2 separate regions of the Hordeum vulgare genome follow, and region 2 is linked to region 1. A link is a contact called in public Hi-C data. All regions are on one chromosome and are shown on one strand. The core of a region is the stretch at or near the end of the contact, and the rest is flanking DNA. Distances in the headings are between cores, read along the strand shown.

What was found. A called contact is a pair of places that touch in the nucleus more often than the background predicts.
Region 2: a Hi-C map of seedling shows a contact between it and region 1, with 4 times the contacts expected there. The contact joins the promoter of LOC123434039 here to the promoter of LOC123434007 in region 1. A contact is called at or near these places in 2 of 6 Hi-C or Micro-C datasets (leaf and seedling).

Annotation. Positions count from the first base shown.
Region 1 is chr1H:327,093,933-327,098,936 of MorexV3_pseudomolecules_assembly, forward strand. It overlaps LOC123434007 (U1 small nuclear ribonucleoprotein 70 kDa-like), which reads right to left and starts at 3,080. Exons shown (of 10, transcript XM_045115488.1): 1 at 2,913-3,080; 2 at 2,695-2,809; 3 at 2,538-2,617; 4 at 2,020-2,095; 5 at 1,871-1,935; 6 at 1,700-1,762; 7 at 14-95. The coding sequence starts at 3,011.
Region 2 is chr1H:327,910,939-327,915,942 of MorexV3_pseudomolecules_assembly, forward strand. LOC123434039 (trihelix transcription factor GTL1-like) reads left to right here and starts at 2,860. Exons shown (of 3, transcript XM_045115489.1): 1 at 2,860-3,425; 2 at 4,115-5,004. The coding sequence starts at 3,034. LOC123434055 (a long non-coding RNA gene) reads right to left here and starts at 2,948. Exons shown (of 2, transcript XR_006625353.1): 1 at 2,908-2,948; 2 at 2,662-2,866.

The sequences.
Region 1 (5,004 bases), core at 1,830-4,329:
CCGGTAAACTTACTTTTCATGTCCCGAGTGTGCGCATACTCTACGAATGCATATCCTCTAGGCTTATTTGTTACCTGGTCAGTTATGAGTCGTACCTGCAAAGCACAAAAACAGTAATTAAAGACTATTTAGAAGGAAAAAAACTGCATTCAACTTAGAAAATACTACTGGCTATCAATACATACACTAGTTTGTTTGGCTAAAAACATATATTTTATGTTGCACGACAGGAAGGCACTAGCCTAACTAGCCGTGCTAACCTTGCATATGTAGAGCTTCCGCATAAGGATTGACATCCAGCACACATGAACATGAAGTTGGCCGATTCGCGCATGTTAGAAAATATATCCCACACCCCCTTACCAGGGAACTTGCTTACAGGGAAAAAAAAATGTACTGCAAAGACTAAATACTATACCAAGTTGCACTCTCCATTGTCGCTTATAATTTGTTCAACCTTTGTGACGAAGAAAACAGAGCAATTACATGAATCAAGGTAATAATAGTGCAGGGTGGGTAAGTATTCCTTACACACATGGAAATGGTGTACGCTCCTCAACTCTAGGAGTTGAGAGATGCAATATGCATTATACTTTTCTGCTGTTTCCTTCATGAGAAGCAGAACTTGGCAGCAGCGCTAGTACCTTATAACAGCTCACGGAAAGTAACTACAAATACTACTCACCAGTGGACCTACCCAATTAGGTCTCAGGGCGTAGAAATCGCCTGCAGATAAGCTGCTTTTTAAGACAAAGTGATCTACACTTCTGCCATTGTAAGAATTCTTCAAGCTTTGTCAGCTCCGGTTAATCAATATGGGAAATTTGTGGGGCAGGAAAGCAACACTACCTTGTGGTGCCATGGCAAGAGCTAATTGTTTGCACTGTTCCTCACGAATTTTCTCAAGAAATCAAGCATCAAAATTACCCTTGCATGCACATTTCTTTTACCAGAGAAAATTGACAGCCTTCAAATGTTCTAGCAACAGTGCACAGATTAAATGGCTTGCGAAGGATTTGTACAGTATAAAGAACTGATTGCTGCCACGTCGGAACTCTGTTTATTTATCTACCAAGTGATGTACCGATTTAACTCACAGCAGGCGCGGTGAGCAATGTTCAAATCATTCAGAAAACGAAGTGATGTACAGATTTCCCATATGGAAATCTAATTCCCACATAGTAAAAAGATGGTTTACAGGGAGAAATGGTGTCAGGACTTCCCAAATTGATAGATGCATATCCAATATATTACCAAAAAATACCATACATGAATACGCAGAAAAGTGAAAACATATTGTCGGTTCGTATTACTAAATTTGCTAAGAACAAGAAAGAAGAAGAAAAAAGAACATGGAAATATAGGTTTTCAACGTTTTTTGGAAAAAGTTCAAAAAAACACATGCTGCGGTTTCCAAAAAATATAAAATAGAAAAAACCTAACAAACAGCTTTGTATTATGTTTTGTGTGTCGAAGGTTCTTTTTATCTTGGTATGGAAGGTTCCCAAAATTGTGGAAGCAACAAGGGAACACACAGAATGACCTCATTCCCAAGTAGGACTTTGTGACAGCAGCTGCCAGGAATGCAAGGCAGCGAAGCAAAAATTTCCCAGATTTCACCCGCGATAGTTTAGACAATTGAAAACCTTACCAATGAGGAATAACTTCACCTGCACTGGGATTTACCATATATACTTACCCTTTTAATAGGCCCATAAGCTTCAAAGTCCCTTTTAACCTTCTGCTCGGATGTCTCGTAGCCCTGCAACAGTTTGACAAATTCAGTGAGCATTAAGTTACAAAAGAAATACTGATTGCGATGTTTTCGCATGAATTAAGAAAATCTGAATGATTGGGTGAAAATACTCACAAGTCGTGCAACAAAGAGTGTTTTGTATGGATCTCCAGTGACATTGGGGTCATTTTGTGGGTCATCTACATAAAATAGTTAAAAATAACGATGTTAATAATACATATATAGAACACAAAAAGGGAAGTGTGGCTTCCAAAACAACTTACACTTCTGGAGCTCTTCAGCAACCTTAGCTGCACCTTCCTCAAGCTTAAGTTGGCGGATTCTATCCTTTTTTTCAGCCTATATACATGAAATTTAATACTAAAATCAGAGACCTGATAACCTTAAAGCATGAGTAAGGAACATCTGAACCTATATCTGCTGATTCAAAGTAAATTCAATCACAAATGTTCATGCTGTTTAGAAAGCCTTATTATCAAAATTCACATAACAGCATTCGAACTTATTACTGGGTGCTTACCACCGTTCTTTATTAATGTTTATTTGACTATTTCAGTTGCACTAAAATATCCAAGTACATAAAACCTAAACACAGTCACAATTAGCAAAATCCTACTAGCATAATCGCATACTATGAGGTACCATATGATTATGAGCACGGACAAGGATACCAGGTGCCACTACAGAATGCCTGCACGTATAGGTATGTGTATATATATGTATATAAATGGGCGCGCCCGCTAATTCGGCAGAAACTGCAGCAACGAGACCAAAAACATACCCTAGTCTCGCACGTGGGGACAGGCGGAGCATACTCCGGGTCACCAGGCTCCGCGAACCGCGATACAAACTGCGACATCCCTGCAAACCGACCAAAAACAGTCCATCAGCGAGGACGCTCGCATCAATTGCAAACAGAGCTGCACGATGGGGATTACCAGTGTAAGCTGGCAACTTGCGCTTCTCGAGCGGCGGCTTGTGCTCGAGCGGAGGCCGTGGCTCGAACAGCTTCAGCAGGTTCGTCGTCAGCCCCGTCGGATGGCTCTGCCCGATCTGCAACCAAACCACAGAATCAAATCTCGGATAGGAGGACGCATCGAACGGGGAAGACCGGAGGCTAGGGTTAGGTCTAGAAGGGGGAGCGGCGAATGCTTACGAGCTTGAGCTGGAGGAGGTTGGCGCGGCTCTGCGCCTTCACACGGGTCTGCACGCCCGCATCCTGGTTCCGCATCATCGCGTTGCCGTAGTCGCCCATGGCGGCGGCTTCGGGTGATTCGCGAGCTCGGGGGCGGGGGGTCGTTAGAGGGATTGTGGGGAGGGAGGGTTTGCTCAGTTTTTAACGGAGGCTCTGGGCGTGGGCCGATACCGTCACTGATTCGATGGACCCGTAGTCCGTGAGTGACCCTACAGCTTCTACTCCTCCATCCCACTGTATACACCATCTACGTCCGCACCCCTCAAACATCCGGAAGGCCATCCGGTCACTGACCGATAACGGCCTTGGAGGTCGATCGAACACCTAAGTGGAGCCTTATGTATCGTGTTATGTAACACCACCTAACCCTCCCATCGAGGAAGAGCCTCAAGCGTCCACCCCGGGCGTCAGTCCTCCTCAGGAGTAAGGAGCACTCTGGGGGGTCCCCCTTGAGCCCGACCCTAGGGCTCCCACTAGCAGAGCACTGGGCCCAAGAGGCGCGGGCAGGAGGCACCCCCAAGGCGCGGGCATGACGCCAGCCGCGGCCCCCGCGGAGAAACTGCGAAGGACCGGGGCCCCGGCCTCAGGAGGACGAGTCAGAGAAAGCAACGAGACACAAGTGGCGCGGGACACCCGCGGCGACTACGGTGCTGGTGTGGGCGCCGACGGGGGTGTCTGCTGGCCGCATGAACTTCATGTGTTCAAGGGCACACCTCTTCCCATCATATCATTTACGCATGCTTCCATTACTTGTGTTGCATCCATTCGGCGATCTGACATCTTACCTTGCTTGCATATTTGGGCAGTCTACCCCCCCCCCCCGCTTGGGGGCTCCGGTTGGTGCGCGTCGCCCCGTCGCGGGACCTGGGGAGGCCCCGCGGCTTCCCAAGGCCACAATCAACGGGATGAAATGGGGGCCGCTTGAGCGTCAAAAGGGGGCTCCTGAGCATGGAGCCTCAGGGGCCTTACCGGTCATAAGGTCACCTGACACCCTTGATGCCATCCACGGACATTCAGTCATTATCAGGGATGGCAGGGATTGACCCCGTAGTTGCGTCCGTCCATTCGGTCGCAAGCAACGGCGGTTGGGAAATGTGTGGGACCAGGTCTTGGTGACGCAGAGCCGCTCGAACGTCAAATGGGGCTCCCGAGCATCGGGCCTCACGAGCCTTACCGGTCATAATACCACCTACCACCCTTGATGCCATCCACGGACATTCGGTGGTTATCAGGGGTGTCAGGGCTTGACCCCGTAGCTGCGTCGGTCGTATGCAACGTCGGTCGGGAAATGGGCGGGACTGGGACCTGCCGACGTAGAGCAGTAGAAAATCCCTCAACCAGTCTCAGGAGAAGGAGCGGGCAGGGCCTCGAAGGGCCCCATCTACAAAAGGGAACAGGGGCAAACCACCCCCAAGGAGGAAACATCGTGAGGTCGGAGCACCCTCGTGTTCGCCCTATAGTCCCCGCGGGACCTGCATCAACCCGTGGCACCTCTGCATTGTCCTTCAATCCTTCCGAAACCTACTTCATCCCATGAAACTCTCACGTAATAACGAGTTGTGACAGTATACACCCAGGGCCCCCGAGGACGCGGAGGGGTCCCTCCCACGCTGAGTGGATGACCTATGCTCCACGCTGGGTGAAGACTAAAAAGGAATCACGCGCCTATGCCTCGGGGGTAGGGACACTCGCGAGGCCAAAGCATCCTCGCGACCTCCCAGATACACCCCCACCGTGACACTCTCACGTAATAACGAGTTGTGGCTGTATACGCCCCCCCCCAGGACGCGGAGGGGTCCCTCCCACGCCTAGTGGCAGCCCTACTCTCCGCACTGGGGAGAAGACGGAGGCAATCAATCCAATCCGCCAATGACTATGCCCGCGGCTGGCAAGGAAATCAACACAATCCACCAATGACTATACCCGTAGAGATTAGCCTAGGTGTAGGACGCGGCGTTTGCTTGCTTCTTCCTGGAGCTTGAATTATCTTCCGCTGGACATAAATTTGTCGATTTCGAAAGTTGATGTTTGAAAAACAAAAGGGGGGATTTTC
Region 2 (5,004 bases), core at 1,610-4,109, 820 kb after region 1:
AAATTACCCGATGCTTCTATTTCTAGAGACTACTTCCAATGATGAATATGATGTTTTCCAAATTAGATGAGTTTGTATTGCATGCGTCAACTATTCGTAGAACAAAATTATGCTGAAATGCATGCATGTGCCACCTTACATACGTGTTACAAGCAAATGGGTGACCAAACAAGTGACACAACACACATAACCAAGTACTGCACACAGAGAACACCCGTATTTATAGAGTTCGGTGGCAAGCATGCATGTCGTCACAAACAAAGAGCCGATCGATGATGAATCCAACTTTATATGCAGGTCGCTTCGCTTTTGACTTTACATAGCATCCATCTTCTACAAGTCACGCTAACTTGGATTTATAGTCCAACGATATTGCTAGATGCTTGTACTATATATATATATATATATATATATATATAACACGGGAGCGACAAACTAGTAATTTAGTACGTCATGTATTGCATATCTTTAGGATATATAGTGAATAAGAGATGCTATACTCAATGTTGTTTTGCCTATTATACGCACATTGAAAATGAGTCGCCGCTAAAGTTTCAATCATATATATACATATATCTATATTTATGAAGACGGATGGATAGATAGAGTGACGCGCTATGGATCAGTTTTTTTTACGCTTAAAATAAAGTCGTCTCCTTTTCAGTTTTTTCCATAAGCCATCTATCTCATTCAATGTGGGTTCTGAATTAGCTATGACATATCCAATTAAAAGCCTCAACTGATTTATGAAGCGATTTATTTTTTAAGTTGGAAAGAGACAGCTTATTTTTTAAGCCGCATAAAAAAACTGGGCCAATTTTTGCATTGATGCATGTAGTATGATCAATACCAGGATAGAAAGTACAGCTTCATTAGAACCAATTCATTCAAAATATTCATTCAATGGCTCATAGATAAACTGGACACTCACAACTAGCACAAAATTTAAGCTAAAAGTTGACACTTGCAAATATTTTAACGCAATGCATGAAATGATATGTGTCATTTGCCGTAATACAACATACATTGTGTCTGTATTTAAGATGTGATCAAATATTTTAACATGTTGCACATCTTTTATTGCTAGTATACTGAAACCAGTGGCATATACTTATCATGTTTTTGGCTCAATAATGTTAGTATGTACTATCATTTATTCGCTTTGATGTGGTCAATTAAAAAGATACAGTGAAATACATATGTGGATGGTATTTTTGTGCAGGACTCCAACCCTAACCATCAAATCTCATGTAAATGCTAAATGCATATGTATATGTGCTAGACAGGATTTTCTTTTTTCGGATACAAACAGCCCGTGACTGTTCTCCACTTCAACTCACTGCCCCATATACATTTCTAAAAACGCATTTCCATGTGAAAATAAATGCCATCCTGCCCATACATATACATTAACTTAAGCAGGGAAAAATAATAATCGAGGTGGTTAACTTAATTAATCGGTCAGATTTTTTTGCCTAATCATTAAAAGGGGCCACATGGCCATTTATTACCTGGAAAGGGAGGGATTAACCCACAACATGCCAATGCATGGCCATTTTTATACTCCTCCGCCTTCTCCGCGCACAGGCGTATTCTCCAGCCGAAACGCATGACGCGTGGGTCAAGCAAAGTTACGGGCCCGCAGCTCAGTGGCGTCTGCGCGCGGTGCACCGCGTCGGTGTTGCCTGGGCGGGTGGTGATGGGGGGGTCCGCGTTAATCGCCGGGGCACGTTCTGCGCCTCTTTCGCTCTCCGCGCGGGCCCACGGCACAGCTGTTATAATGTGGTCTTGTCTGCTCCTTCTCTCACTCCTCGTCCTAGTACCTTTTCTTTTCTTTTCTCTCTCTCCCCCGTTTCTCCTAACTAATTTTGTTCTCTCATGCATACAGCTTTTTCTTTGGCTTTTGAGGCCAAATTTATGTTTTTTTGTCAATACCAAATTTACGTTTCTTTTGTAAAAAATACCACTGCAGAAAAGAGAAGAAAAACTCACTGTAATGAATTGTTTCACTGCAACAGTCGCTTCTAACCCTCAAAATTAGGTGCATCGAAAAGTTGTGATAACAGAGGCTGTACTAGCTAGGAGGAATACGAGTGTAAAGTTACTGGTAGCTAAGAAAGGTTAATCCGATGGATAATACTGTATATGACTAAGATATATTGTATGGGAGAAATGACTAAGATGACCACAGAATCCAACATATTCCTCCATGGGGATTGAGGTAGGGGGAGTTTTGTAGATGGGTATTTGTGCTCCCCTCCCTTTCATCACAAGCCTCTCTCTCTCCTCTCCTCTCATCTCCTCTCCATGCCGCTCACATGTTTCTCTCTCTACCATACCATTGCCCGGCACTCCTCTCCCTCTCCTCCGTCCTTTGGGTTTTTAACTAGCTGTAGGGGCATTAGTCAGGGAGGGAGGTAAAGCCACCCTGACAGCGCAGCATCCCGTTTGTTTTATCTCCCGCATCATCCCCCTCATCATCGTCTGCACACAACAAACAGCCATCTCTCCTTGCACTCAACATTTCACTCCTCAACACCCCTCTCTCTCTCTCTCTCTCTCTCTCTCTCTCTCTCTTTCCTTCACAGCTATCATATTCTCGTCCCCTCTCTCTCCTCCATCCACCCTATTATTTATTGCAGGCTTACTGAAGGTATCTTATTTCTTTTTTCCTCTCCGTCTTCTTTCTTCCTCCTCCCCTCCCCTCTCCCTTGCAGGGCTAGTATTTTTCTTGTGCCAGGCTTCCTGTACTAGCGCTCCTCTATTCCTCTTCTTCATCTTCATCCCTCACCTGCCTACCACCTCATCTCTGTTCCTTTCCCTTTTTCCCCACTCCTTCTCTCTCTCTCTCTCTCTCTCTCTCTCTCTGTGCTCTTTCTGCTTGTCCTGGCCTCCCATCTTTTTCACCTCTCTCTCTCTCTCTCTCTCTCTCTCTCTCTCTCTCTCTCTCATGTACTGATCATTCAGTCGCCTCCATTCCCTATGCGCCTGTGGTAAAGCTCGGTCGGCGACGTGCACCCAGTGTGTACTAGCATGCAGCAGCAGCAGCAGCAGGGTGGAGGCCCGGGCCAGCAGTTCGGCTTGCATCCCCCAGAGATGCCGCCATTCTCGCCGTCTAGGAGCACCGGCCAGCAGCGGATCTCCATGGCCGAGGCGCCCTCGCCCATCAGCAGCCGCCCGCCGGCGCCAGGGCCGCCGCAGCAGCAGCAACAGCTCAACAACGAGCTAGCAGGTGCCGGCGCTGTGGGCTTCGACGAAGAGGCACTCGCCGCGGCAGCGGCCGGCGAGGAAGGCTTGGGCGGCGGCGCTGGAGGAAACCGGTGGCCGCGGCAGGAGACCCTGGCGCTGCTCAAGATCCGGTCGGACATGGACGCCGCGTTCCGGGACGCCACCTTCAAGGGCCCACTCTGGGAAGAGGTCTCCAGGTAAATTACAGCCCACTAATTGACCTCTGCCAGGCAATTGCGCGCGCCGTCGCCGGCGTCGCCGTCCGTCGAGGCCGGAAATTGCCGTCGGCGTAATGCCGCATGAAATCTCGGCGCCGGCGTGGTGTGATTCCCGTCAGCCGCGGCTGTTCAATTACCCGCTAAAAAACACTTCTTTTTTACACTTTTGCCTTAACTATCCTTCACGAGCACAGTGACTTTTTTCCATTTTAAAATCATATCGCTCTCCTTCCCCACCTTTCCCTGATTTTTTTTGTCCAACCATCCCTTCGACATGAGAGGTACTACTCCGGTAAGCTTCAGATCCGGGGGGCATCTATCCCGGAGACGCTGTCTTTTACTCTGGCCCTCTGAATTTCTGCACACAAAAGTTGGATTTTTATTCCCGATTTAATTTACTTTGCATTCTTCTTGGGATTTGCCATTCTTGCTAGTGCTGCATGTATGCATATGCCTTTCTAGTATATCTTTTGCATTTGGGTGCCCAAATCGAGTAAAATTCTACTAGTACATGCATGCAGCTTTTGTGTGAGGGTTACGGTTTACTTGCATGATGTGTGAGTTCGTATGTGTGCAATTGTGGTTGTAGAGTAGAGCTCCATTGACGAGGTTTTTTTCGCTTTGTGCCGCTGATGCTCATGATGATTGGTGTTGGTGGTGGTTGGCAGGAAGCTGGCCGAGGAGGGGTACAGGCGGAACGCCAAGAAGTGCAAGGAGAAGTTCGAGAACGTTCACAAGTACTACAAGCGCACCAAGGACAGCCGCGCCGGCCGCAACGACGGCAAAGCTTACCGCTTCTTCCGACAGCTCGAGGCGCTGCACGGCACGCCCGGAGCGACGCCGGCTCCGATGGCGTCGGCCCCGCCGCCGGCCACAGCCGTTGGAGTACCTGGGGTGGTGGGCCCCACAGCCGTACGGCCCCTCGCCGAGCCCCCGCCTCTTGGTGCCTCGGCCGCCGCTACGGCAGGCCTGCCGACGCCGGTGGTAGTGGGCAACATGAGCTTCTCAACGTCCAACACGGAGGAGTACTCGGACGAGGACGACTCTTCCGACGACGAGGGCACGGACGACATGGGTGGCGGCGCCGACGAGCGAGGGAAGAGGAAGAGGACGTCGGAGGGTGGCGCCGCGGCCGCTACTGGCGGCGAGGCCGGGAGCGGGAAGATGATGAGGTTCTTCGAGGGGCTGATGAAGCAGGTGATGGAGCGTCAGGAGGCGATGCAGCAGCGATTCCTGGAGGCCATCGAGAAGCGGGAGCAGGACCGCATGATCCGCGAGGAGGCGTGGCGGAGGCAGGAGATGGCGCGCCTCGCGCGCGAGCAGGAGATCCTCGCGCAGGAGCGCGCCATGGCTGCTACCCGCGACGCCGCCGTTCTCTCCTTCATACAGAAGATCACCGGGCAGACTATCCCCATGCCCTCCATCGCCGCGCAGGCCATCACATTCATGCCACCGCCACCACCATCGCAGCCTCACGCCTCACCCATAGCATACTCCGCCGCGCCAGTTCCTCCACCGCCGTCGTCTTCGCAGCCACCTGCCACGCACTCGCAGCCTC